3 separate regions of the Sus scrofa genome follow, and all the other regions are linked to region 3. A link is a contact called in public Hi-C and promoter capture Hi-C data. All regions are on one chromosome and are shown on one strand. Each heading gives the region's core, a stretch centred on a gene start, on an enhancer-like site or on the middle of the called end of the contact. The rest is flanking DNA. Distances are from core to core; before and after follow the strand shown.

Evidence for each region. Promoter capture Hi-C pulls out the DNA fragments that hold promoters and counts their contacts. Hi-C and Micro-C count contacts between places; a contact is called where the count stands out from the background.
Region 1: a contact with region 3 is called in a Hi-C map of liver, with 5 times the contacts expected there. The contact joins the promoter of CYLD here to the enhancer-like site in region 3. A contact is called at or near these places in 6 of 47 Hi-C or Micro-C datasets (blood, liver and skeletal muscle) and 1 of 2 datasets of contacts at active chromatin or transcription factors (alveolar macrophages).
Region 2: a promoter capture Hi-C map of liver shows a contact between it and region 3, with 4 times the contacts expected there. The contact joins the promoter of NKD1 here to the enhancer-like site in region 3. A contact is called at or near these places in 2 of 5 promoter capture datasets (fetal liver and liver) and 8 of 47 Hi-C or Micro-C datasets (alveolar macrophages, embryonic fibroblasts, epiblast stem cells and 4 more).

What each region holds. Positions count from the first base shown.
Region 1 is chr6:34,120,157-34,123,200 of Sscrofa11.1, forward strand. CYLD (ubiquitin carboxyl-terminal hydrolase CYLD) reads right to left here and starts at 1,783. Exons shown (of 18, transcript XM_021094191.1): 1 at 973-1,783; 2 at 365-425.
Region 2 is chr6:34,318,171-34,321,375 of Sscrofa11.1, forward strand. It overlaps NKD1 (protein naked cuticle homolog 1), which reads right to left and starts at 1,414. Exons shown (of 10, transcript XM_021094196.1): 1 at 1,166-1,414; 2 at 1,005-1,037; 3 at 165-298. The coding sequence starts at 1,190.
Region 3 is chr6:34,190,286-34,193,438 of Sscrofa11.1, forward strand. No RefSeq gene overlaps it. Among named protein-coding and RNA genes, the nearest start is that of SNX20, 15 kb to the left of the region's middle. Within about 2 kb of position 1,761, at least 24 of the 83 cell types and tissues checked have an H3K27ac peak or open chromatin away from gene starts, as enhancers often do. A contact at or near this core is called in alveolar macrophages, liver and subcutaneous adipose tissue, where this site is marked.

The sequences.
Region 1 (3,044 bases), core at 533-3,032, 70 kb before region 3:
TTAGCAAGATCCCTATTAACCTGAACGCAAAAGCAAGGCAGGGAATGCTCCTTAGCTGAGCTAAGCTCACAACTTTCCAGGGACCCTGGGGAGAAGAAGGGGACAGGAGTGATGGGGGCTGAGAGACTGAAAGGCTTGGTGGCTGGAAGATGACAACCATCCTAAAACATGCAAATGCCATGGGGTTGAACAGAAAAGATGCCAAGTACACGAATAACTGGGCAGCTGACCCGGCTGAGACCCAAACTCAGGAACACTATCTTCCCTCAAGACCTCACGCTTTTCCCTACAGACTGTTAATTTGACAATAAAGAAAAAACAAAAAGAAAGAAAAGAATGAATACCTTGCTTCAACAGAGCGCACCTTTCAACTAAAGAACTCCAGGTTGTTGTATAAAACCATCCTCACCCTGGAAAGGGGGAAACTGAAAGAAAAAGCACAACACGCCATTAAGGAGGCCAGAACCCCGACTGCTCTTCCTGGACGGGAGCCACAAACACCCTAAAACCGATCGACCGATACGCCCCAAAGCACCGATGTGACATATTACAGCCTAGGCTCTCGATGCCAACCCTGGCTGTCGGGAGCCGGCCAGTGGCCGGTGCCTCGGTTTCGCCACCTGTAAATGGGGGGGGACCCAAGGGGGAGACGGTTTCCTGCGCTGCTCCCACCCCAAAGTCCTCTCTTCTCCGGAGGTCCCGGCGGCGGCGACATGGTCCCACGATTCGGGAGCCCTCTCAGGAAGGCCCCGGGGGGTGGGGAAGCCCTGGTGGTGGGGAAGCCCGGGCTGACGTCAGTGGGCTCAGCACCCCGCGGGCCTGGCCCTGCTAAGGGCCAGGGCAAGTAACGGGCCGGCGCCGAGGGCCCGACGACCGAAGCGACAGCTCGAGGCGCCCAAAGGCCGGGGAGGGGTGCCCAAGGGGCCGGGCCGCCCGTCGCTCGCCCGCTCGGCCGCCGGCTCACTCACTCACCTTGGGTGGCCGGGCGTCGCCCCTTCCCCAGCCTCGCTAGCCCGAGTCCCAGACCAGCCCTGGCGCCCCACACCCACCGCCCTAGTATTTACCTCCGACGCGCGGAGCCCCGCGCAGCCTAACCTGCTACCTGGGCCCGCCCCCACCTGCCCCGCCTCCGAACCGCCCAGGGAGGGAGGGAGGGAGCGGGGGCGGTAGGGACAACCGTCGCGCTAACCAATCGCCGCCGGAACTATGTTCCTGCGCACGCTCTGATTGGGCCTCCCTGTGACAGACCTTCCTCCAATGGCTGCCAGCCCGGAGCGGACTGAAGGGACTTTCCGCTCGGTCAAGCTCGGTGGAGCCAAAGGGAAAGCGGAGGGGCGGGGAGGAGAAAATGGGGGATGGGGGCGGGGAGCTCAGGCTGATTGGACTAAAGATTGTCGGTGCCGTAGCACCATTGGCTGATACCGGAGCCAGGGCGGGGCCCTGTGCTGCTCCCGGTTCCACCTCCCAGGCCCAGGTCTTGGCTTCAGGCTTAGCTGTCAAAACTCCTGTTGGTTGCGAGTTTGGGGCTAGGGTGGGGAGCAACCCAGAAGCCAGGTGGGAATGCTTTTAGGATTCCATGAAAAAGCAAAGCTTTAGAACGAGACCTAGGTTTGAGTCCTTTGAACTTTCATTTAGCAACTGCAAGACATGGGGAACTCACAACTACTCTGAGCCTCAGTTTCCCCATCTGTAAAATGGAGATAACCGTATCACCTGTCTTACAGGAGCGTTGTGAAATATCGTATGTAAAGGTCCTGACACACAGCAGGAGCTCGGCAATATTAAGTCTTTTCTTCGCCCTCGGATTCTGTCTGGGACCCGTGTTTCTGAACCTCTGTTGCCCCCTCTTCCCAGTTTGGAGACAGGTTTCCCTAGAATGGTGGAGAAGGAATTTCCATAGGCCTCCTCTCTCAGCTCTGCACCCCTGGCCCTCAGCCAGCACTTGGGGTATAGTTAAGGATCTTTCAATTAGAAGGGAGGTTTCTGATTCCCAAAAGTGCTCAAAATATTTAAGGAAGTGCTTTTTATAAGCAGTCCCAGAGCCTTGCAGCATGCCTTGCTGCACTGGATACTCCTGTTAATTAATTCCTTCTCCTTTGACATTTTAAGTACCAATTATAGGAGAAGGTGATTAATACTGAAGAAGGAAGGTAGGGGTGTGTGTGTGTGTGTGTGTGTGTGTGTGTTTAATCATGAGAGGGAAAATTTCCCCAGTGGAAAGTGACATTTCTGAAGATCTGGGGAATTTAAACCATTGAGTACATAAAAGAAGTCACATGAATGATTACCTAACAGTACTAGTAAACAAGCCACCCATCTCCATGACCATAAACACCCAGAATGAAATGGACATCTTTTGAAACCCTCAGCCTCAATCCACTCTTGCTCCTCTGTGAACTGAAGTTTGGCCCTTGCCATCTGTCTCTACGTGGAGTAAAATATGAGCCACTGAAGCTACCAAACCGAAGCAGCCCCAGAGCTCAGGGTGGAGACCGGGACTGAGGCCCTCTGTGCTCTGGGAAAACTGGAAGAACGGGTCCTCGGATACTTAGCTATCTTTAGGAGAGGATTTTCTGAGCCCAATACTTGCATCTCCTCATGTCCAGAAAAACACTGAAACCATCAATGATGACTGATGTCTCTGACTAGTTGTAACCTTCACGAGACCAGCAGCCAACTTTCACAAAATGCGTGCATGGCTGCAGGCACTGCCCCCTTCACCTTTACGACGTATCTCGATACCCCTCCTTTCCTCTTTGAGGCATTATTTCAGAGCTATCCGAAATACTGCCTCCATGGAGTTCCCGTCGTGGCGCAGTGGTTAACGAATCCGACTAGGAACCATGAGGTTGCGGGTTCGGTCCCTGCCCTTGCTCAGTGGGTTAACGATCCGGCGTTGCCGTGAGCTGTGGTGTAGGTTGCAGACTCGGCTCGGATCCCGCGTTGCTGTGGCTCTGGCATAGGCCGGTGGCTACAGCTCCAATTCGACCCCTAGTCTGGGAACCTCCATATGCCGCGGGAGCGGCCCAAAGAAATAGCAAAAA
Region 2 (3,205 bases), core at 164-2,663, 130 kb after region 3:
AATAAGGTTCCCCCTGGCATGGGGGTACAGGGTCATGTCAATGGGGCAAGGACAGCTGAGAAGGATTTCTGAACTTAGAAGCTGTGCCAAGAGGGTGCTAAAAGTTGGGATGCGGATGGAGACCCAGCTCTGAGGTTGGGAGGGGGGGTAGATGGAAATCGTACCCGGGTTCCTCTGCCAACGGTGCCCACCGCCCGCAGCTGTCGGGGTCCGGAGCTGCCACCCGGGCAGCGCTGCCTCCCGATCCACTCTTCGATGCCTTTCCGAGCCCAGGCGGCGCTCACTGCGAAGCTGTCACCTGGAGCGGGGACGACAGGAAGCCCCTGAGTCTGGCCCCCTAGGCTGAAAGTTACCCAAGAAAGGAGAGAGGGGAGAAAGAGTGGGCGAGGCAGAGGCGGCGGGACTGGGATGGTATGGAGAACAGAGCACAGTCCGAGAGAGGGACGCGGGTAATCGGAAGAAGGGGGTCCAGCGAAATCCCAAGAGCAGAGACTCTGAGGGGAGAGCCAAGGGGAAGCAATACCCCAGGACCGAAGAGCGAGCGACACAGGCCAGAACGGCGGAGGCGAGAGATGCGGGTCGGAAAACCCGCGCACTGAACATGGGGTGAGGGGATGAGGGGAACTGAGGGTCAGGAGAGGGGGTGCAGGGGGCGCAGGAGCCAAGATCTCGGGGCAGAGAGCCGAGGGCCGGAAAGAGAAGGGGCAAGGGTCTTGGAGAGGGGGCTTGGGAGTCTGAAAAGGGGGTGCAGTGAGCGCGGGGTTGAGGTACTCCAAGAGGAGGGGTTGAGGGTCAGAGGAGCTAGCACAGGCTTGCTGGTGGAGAGAGCTGGGACAGAGCTGGGGGCACAAAGTCTCCTCCCAAGAGCGGGTTTGTGAGACCGGTGGCTGGAGTTGGGGATGAGGGTGGCCCTGGTAATAAGATCCCCGCGGGTTAGGCCATTCCGCCGACGCCCGCGGTGCTTCCCAGTCTGTCCCCCCCGTCGGTGCCCAGCGCGCCCCTACCTTCCGGGCTCTCCCTGCGCTTGCACACGGCGGCTGCAGGCACATCGCGCGCGGCGGCGGCGGCGGCGGGAGCCGGAAAGAAAGGAGAGGCAGAGAGTTAGCAGTCGCGGGGGCGAGGGCGGCGGGAGGCAAGGGGCCGGCGCGCGGGCGGGGACACTGACCCGGCTTGGAGTGAAGTTTCCCCATGCTGGGGGTGCAGCGGGCGGGGGCGTCCCTAAGCCATGCGCCCGGCCCGAGGGCCCTACGGCTCGCAGCCCCTCGCCTCGCTCTCCTCCTCCCGGAGCAGCCTCAGAGCAGAGCGGAGCCCGAGGCGGCGCCGGGACGCGTTCCTGCTGCCGCCGCCGCTACCGGACTGACGCCCGGGCGCGCCGTGCCCCCAGCCCGCCGCCGCTGCCCGCGCCTCCCCGCGCGCCCATTGGCCGGGCGCGGCGCATCAAAGGCGAGGCGAGCAGCAGAGGGGGAGGGCTTGGGGCGGGGCTGGCGAGCTGGGGGCGGAGCATGGAGAGGCGCTGCAGGACTAGACACAGCGCCCCCCTCCAGGCTGCTGTCTCTGACCCCGCCGGGGGCTGGGGACCAGGGATTGGAGACCCGGGGTGAGGGAAAGTGAAGGAGCTCCGGCCAGTAGGAGTACTGCTGGGTCCGGTCCTCTCTTAAAACAACCGATCCTCTCGCTAACAGTGCTGTGCAATCCCTCAGTTCAGTTTTTCCTTGAAGCGGAGAGGAGGACTCAGCGGCTCCAATTAACAGGTGATGAAACTGAGGTCGGAGAGGAGACGCTGCTCTGTGCCCCTGCTGCTTTGCCCCTCCCAGTCTTGCACGACCTGACTTTTGCAGAAAGTGTTCTCTTATTACTCAACCCCGTGCCTGCCCCCTCCCCTCCCTCGACCTCTGGGTTTGGGTTTGGTTGTTCTGGAGAAGCCCTACTGCGCCTCCGGCCAGCTGTGGGTCCAGCCAACTCCCAGCAGCTGCAAGTGTCCAAAAGCCACGAGTAGCCAGCCAATCGCTCTGTGTCCTCATCCAGGGGCCCGTGGGTGCCCGCCGGGGGTCGGGGCACGCTGCCAGCTGTGCGGCCCGGAAGGGGGTAACCGCTGGGCCTTTGATCTTCCTTGGTTTCCGCTCCCCGCTGTCGTTCGCCAGACCCAAGGGCTTGTTTGTTTTGTCTGGGGAGGTCTCTGCGGAGGGGAGGGCGACATCAAGGGGTTCCACTCTACCTTTGTGGTTCTCTGAGAGAACGCCTGCTCTGCTAAGGACACTGTGGGCCTGTTAAGTTCGTCCTAGTACTCGGCAGTCTGGGCGTGGGAAAAGAAAACCATGCAATCGGAATGAGGAGACCAGCTCGGCTCCCTTGCACTGAATTCTCTGCAGAAGCCTCAGTGTTCTGGTCTGTAAAATGGAGGCTCATTTCTGCCCTTTTGGCCAACTCCTTAGAAGAGCACTTCCTGATCATGTGAGCAACATATGTAATTTCTAAGCTTTCTAGTAGCCAAATTAAAAAAAAAAAAAAGTATAAGAAACAGATGAGGAGTTCCCGTTGTGGCTCAGTGGTTAACGAATCTGACTAGGAACCATGAGGTTGAGGGTTCGATCCCTGGCCTTGCTCAGCAGGTTAAGGATCCAGCATTGCCGTGAGCTGTGGTGTAGGTTGCAGATGCGACTGGGATCCCACGTTGCTGGTGCTGTGGTGTAGGCAGGCAGTTGTAGCTCTGATTAGACGCCTAGCCTGGGAACCTCCATGTGCCAAGAGTGCAGCCCTAGAAAAGGCAAAAAGACAAAAAAAAAAAAAAAAAAGAGAAAGAAAGAACAAAAGAAACATGAAACTCATGTTAATAGATTTTATTTAGCCCATCAAAAATTTCAACATATAATGAGATATTTTACATTCTTTGTTTTGCACTGTTTAAAATTCTGTGTGTGTTTTACACTTAGAACACATCTCAACCCAGACAAGCCACGTTGTAAGTGATCAGTGGCCACGTGTGATTGGTGGCTACAGTTTTGGACATTATAACTGTGAAGCATCTACAGGTCTCAAAAGGTTATTGGGAACTGCATGGCCCTCTAGAGTCATAAATCTCTTCATCCAGCAGTGTCTTACTTCCATCCTCCAAACTTCCTTTTTACACACACTTTTGGGTGGAAATGAAGGCTAATCTTATAAGCAGGTATATTTAATGCTCTTAGCAGGTTGGTTTCATTTGAGG
Region 3 (3,153 bases), core at 511-3,010:
CAGTGGCCTTTCCAGAATCCTCCCTGGGGACCCGGTAGCACTGCCACAGGTCCTGTCCATGTGCCATTTTCCTTCTAGCAGTCTCCTCTCACTTATGCAAATTTATTTGAAAATGAAACTTCTGATTACTACCCTCAGTAGAAAATCAGCATCATTTGCTGTAATTAGAAGGTAGCCGTAAAAATAAACACAGTGAAACCTATCATTGTTATTACACCTCAGTGGCCTTGAGTCTGAGGCTGCCAGTGTCCTCTGGTAAAAGAGACAGAGGCAGGGGAATTCCTGTTGTGGCACAGTGGAGACGAATCTGACTGGTGTCCATGAGGATACAGGTTCGATCTCTGGCCTCGCTCAGTGGGTTAAGGATCCAGCATTGCCGTGAGCTGTGGTGTAGGTGGCATATGCGGCTTGGATCTGGCGTTGCTGTGGCTGTGCTGTAGGCCGGCAGCTGTACCTCCAATTTGACCCCTAGCCTGGGAACCTTCATATGCCAAGGGTGTGGCTCTAAAAAGAAAAAAAAAAAAAAACAAATAACAGAGAGAGAGAGAGAGACTGAGATGGGAGTTCCCTGGTGGGTCAGTAGGTTAAGGATTGGACACTACCACTGCTGTGGCTCTGGTTAAGCTGTGGTGCGGGTTCAATCACTGGCCCATGAGCTACTATATGCCTCAGGTATGGTTAAAGAAAGAAAGAAAGAAAGAGAGGAGTTCCTGTCATGGCTCAGTGGAAACAAATCTGACTAGTATCCATGAGGACATGGGTTCAATCCCTGGCCTTGCTCGGTGATCTGGCATTGCTGTGAGCTGTGGTGTAGGTCACAAACACAGCTTGGATCTGGCATTGCTGTGGCTGCGGTGTAGGAAGGCAGCTGTAGCTCCAATTAGACCCCTAGCCTGGGAACCTCCATATGCCGAAACTGCGGCCCTGAAAAAAAAACAGAGACAGACAGACAGACAGAGACAAGCCTTAGAGACCCATGATCATCACACCAAGACTTCTCACCGATTTACTCAGAAAGAAAGGCAAATACTGCAAAGGGAAATCAGCCTCTGACCACATGGCCTGGATCACCCGTCTGAGATGTGCATCATCCCAGACCAGCTGGAGTCTCGCTCCCTCTCTTTAGCCCCCTGGCCCTGGCCCCGTCCCCGCACCCCGGATCAGCCCTGCTTGCTGCCCAGCTCCTCAGCTGTGGGTCTGGTTTCAGCTTTGGTTGGCATCCTCGGCTTTCCACCCCCAGTTGGGAGGTGGTACCCAGGCTCCAGCTCTGGGCTTTGCACCCTGATAGCAGGTAAGACCCTCAAGTGAGGGAAAGTTCTGGTTTCATCAGAGCCAGAACCTGTCCTCTAGTTGGTGTCACTGGGTCCCCCGTTAAGAGCAAGAAAATACCCTCCCTGGAAGAAGATCTGGGCGAGCCCCACCCACCTGGTCAGCACTGGGGCTGCTCACCAGCCTTACCCATCTGTCTGTGTATGACTCATCTCTGAACAAACAGCAGTGGATGACACTTCTACGCTATGGCAGACCCTGCATAGAGCTCGGGGCACAGTGGTAAACAGGACAGATCGGGCCCCTGCCCTCATGAAGCTGCTACGTGAGAAGGGAACCACTCACAGAGCACACTGAAGCAGGAACAGAAGGGTCTCCCTCAGCCGCATGGTCAGGGAGGGCTTCTTGGAAGAGGTGTTTAATGGAGTCACAGGAGAGGCTGAGGAGGCGGCCAGGGCAGCGTGGGGAGGGGAGAATTTTTAAGCAGAAGGAAAGCGGAAGCACAGCCCTGAGGCAGGAACTTCCTCTGTCCCCGGGGAGCCTCGACCCAGGCCTGGGCCCAGAGAAGGGGGCAGGCAGGCCCCAGGCATCCCTTCTGAGGTGTGCCACCTGGCTGTGCCCGCTGAGAGGAAGTGCTCCAGGTGCCAACAGAAAGACGCCTGGTGAGCCCATCTGTGCCGTGGCTCGTCTCCAGGAACTGACTCTTTGCAAGGTGAATAAGCTGGGAGCTCGTGTTTAGGGCACACAGACCCTTTGGGTTTACAAGTGACAGAAAGTCAGGGTAAGCTGACAAGGAGGAATTTATTTCCTGAAAAGTCCAGGAATAGATGGCTCCAAGCCAGGTTGGAACCACAGCCTCAGACCATCCACACCCAGTGTCCTACTCACTTTCGCTTTCTCTCTTGGTTTTACTTTCCTGGGCTTTGCCTTCTCTCTCGACAAGCTCTCCTCCTGGTGACAAGATGGCTGAAGCTGTGCCAGGCTCACCTGCCCCTTCTCGGATCCCCAGGTGAAGCCGCACGGCTCCTGTGACGCCCTGGTCTGTAGGATGTGTGCAAAACACCTGCCCACCTGTCCTTTCCTGAGGCGCCCAGTGCTGACCACAATGAACTTGCCCAACCTTCACCAGAAATCCGTCTTTATGTACTGTTTTGTAATCTGCTTTTTTATTTTTTTGGCCACACCTGTGGCATATGGAAATTCCCAGGCCGGGGATCGAATCCACGCCACAGCAGCAACCCCAAGCTGCTCCAGTGACAACACTGGGTCCTTAATCCACTGTGCCACAAGAGAACTCCTTGTTTTGTTTGTTTTTTCTTTGTAGGGCCACACTGGCAGCATATGGAAGTTCCTGGGTTAGGGGTTGAATGGGAGCTGCAGCTGCAGCCCATGCCACAGCCACAAAAATGCTGCCGCACCTGTTACCTATGCCCAGCTTGTGGAATGCTGGATCTTTAACCCACTGAGCAAGGCCGGGGATCCAACCCGCATCCTTATGGCGCCTACACTGTGTCCTTAACCCGATGAGCCATGATAGAACTCTGTGATTTTTACATTTTTAAATAGACTTTTAAATTTTCAAAAATTATTTATTTTGGCCACACCCATGGCATGCAGAAGTTCCCAGGCCAGGGATCAAACCTGCGCCACAGCGGTGACCCGAGCCCACAGCAGTGACAACATCCAATCCTTAACCACTAGGCCGCCAGGGAACTCCTAAATACACTTTTCAAAAAAAAAAAATTGTTGTTGTTGTAGTTACTTCTTTTTGCATTTTTAAAAGTTTGATGGAAGTATAGTTGATTTACCCTGTGATCCTTTCTGCTGTACAACAAAGTGGTTCCGTTATCCATGTACACACATCCATTCTCTGTCAGATTCTGC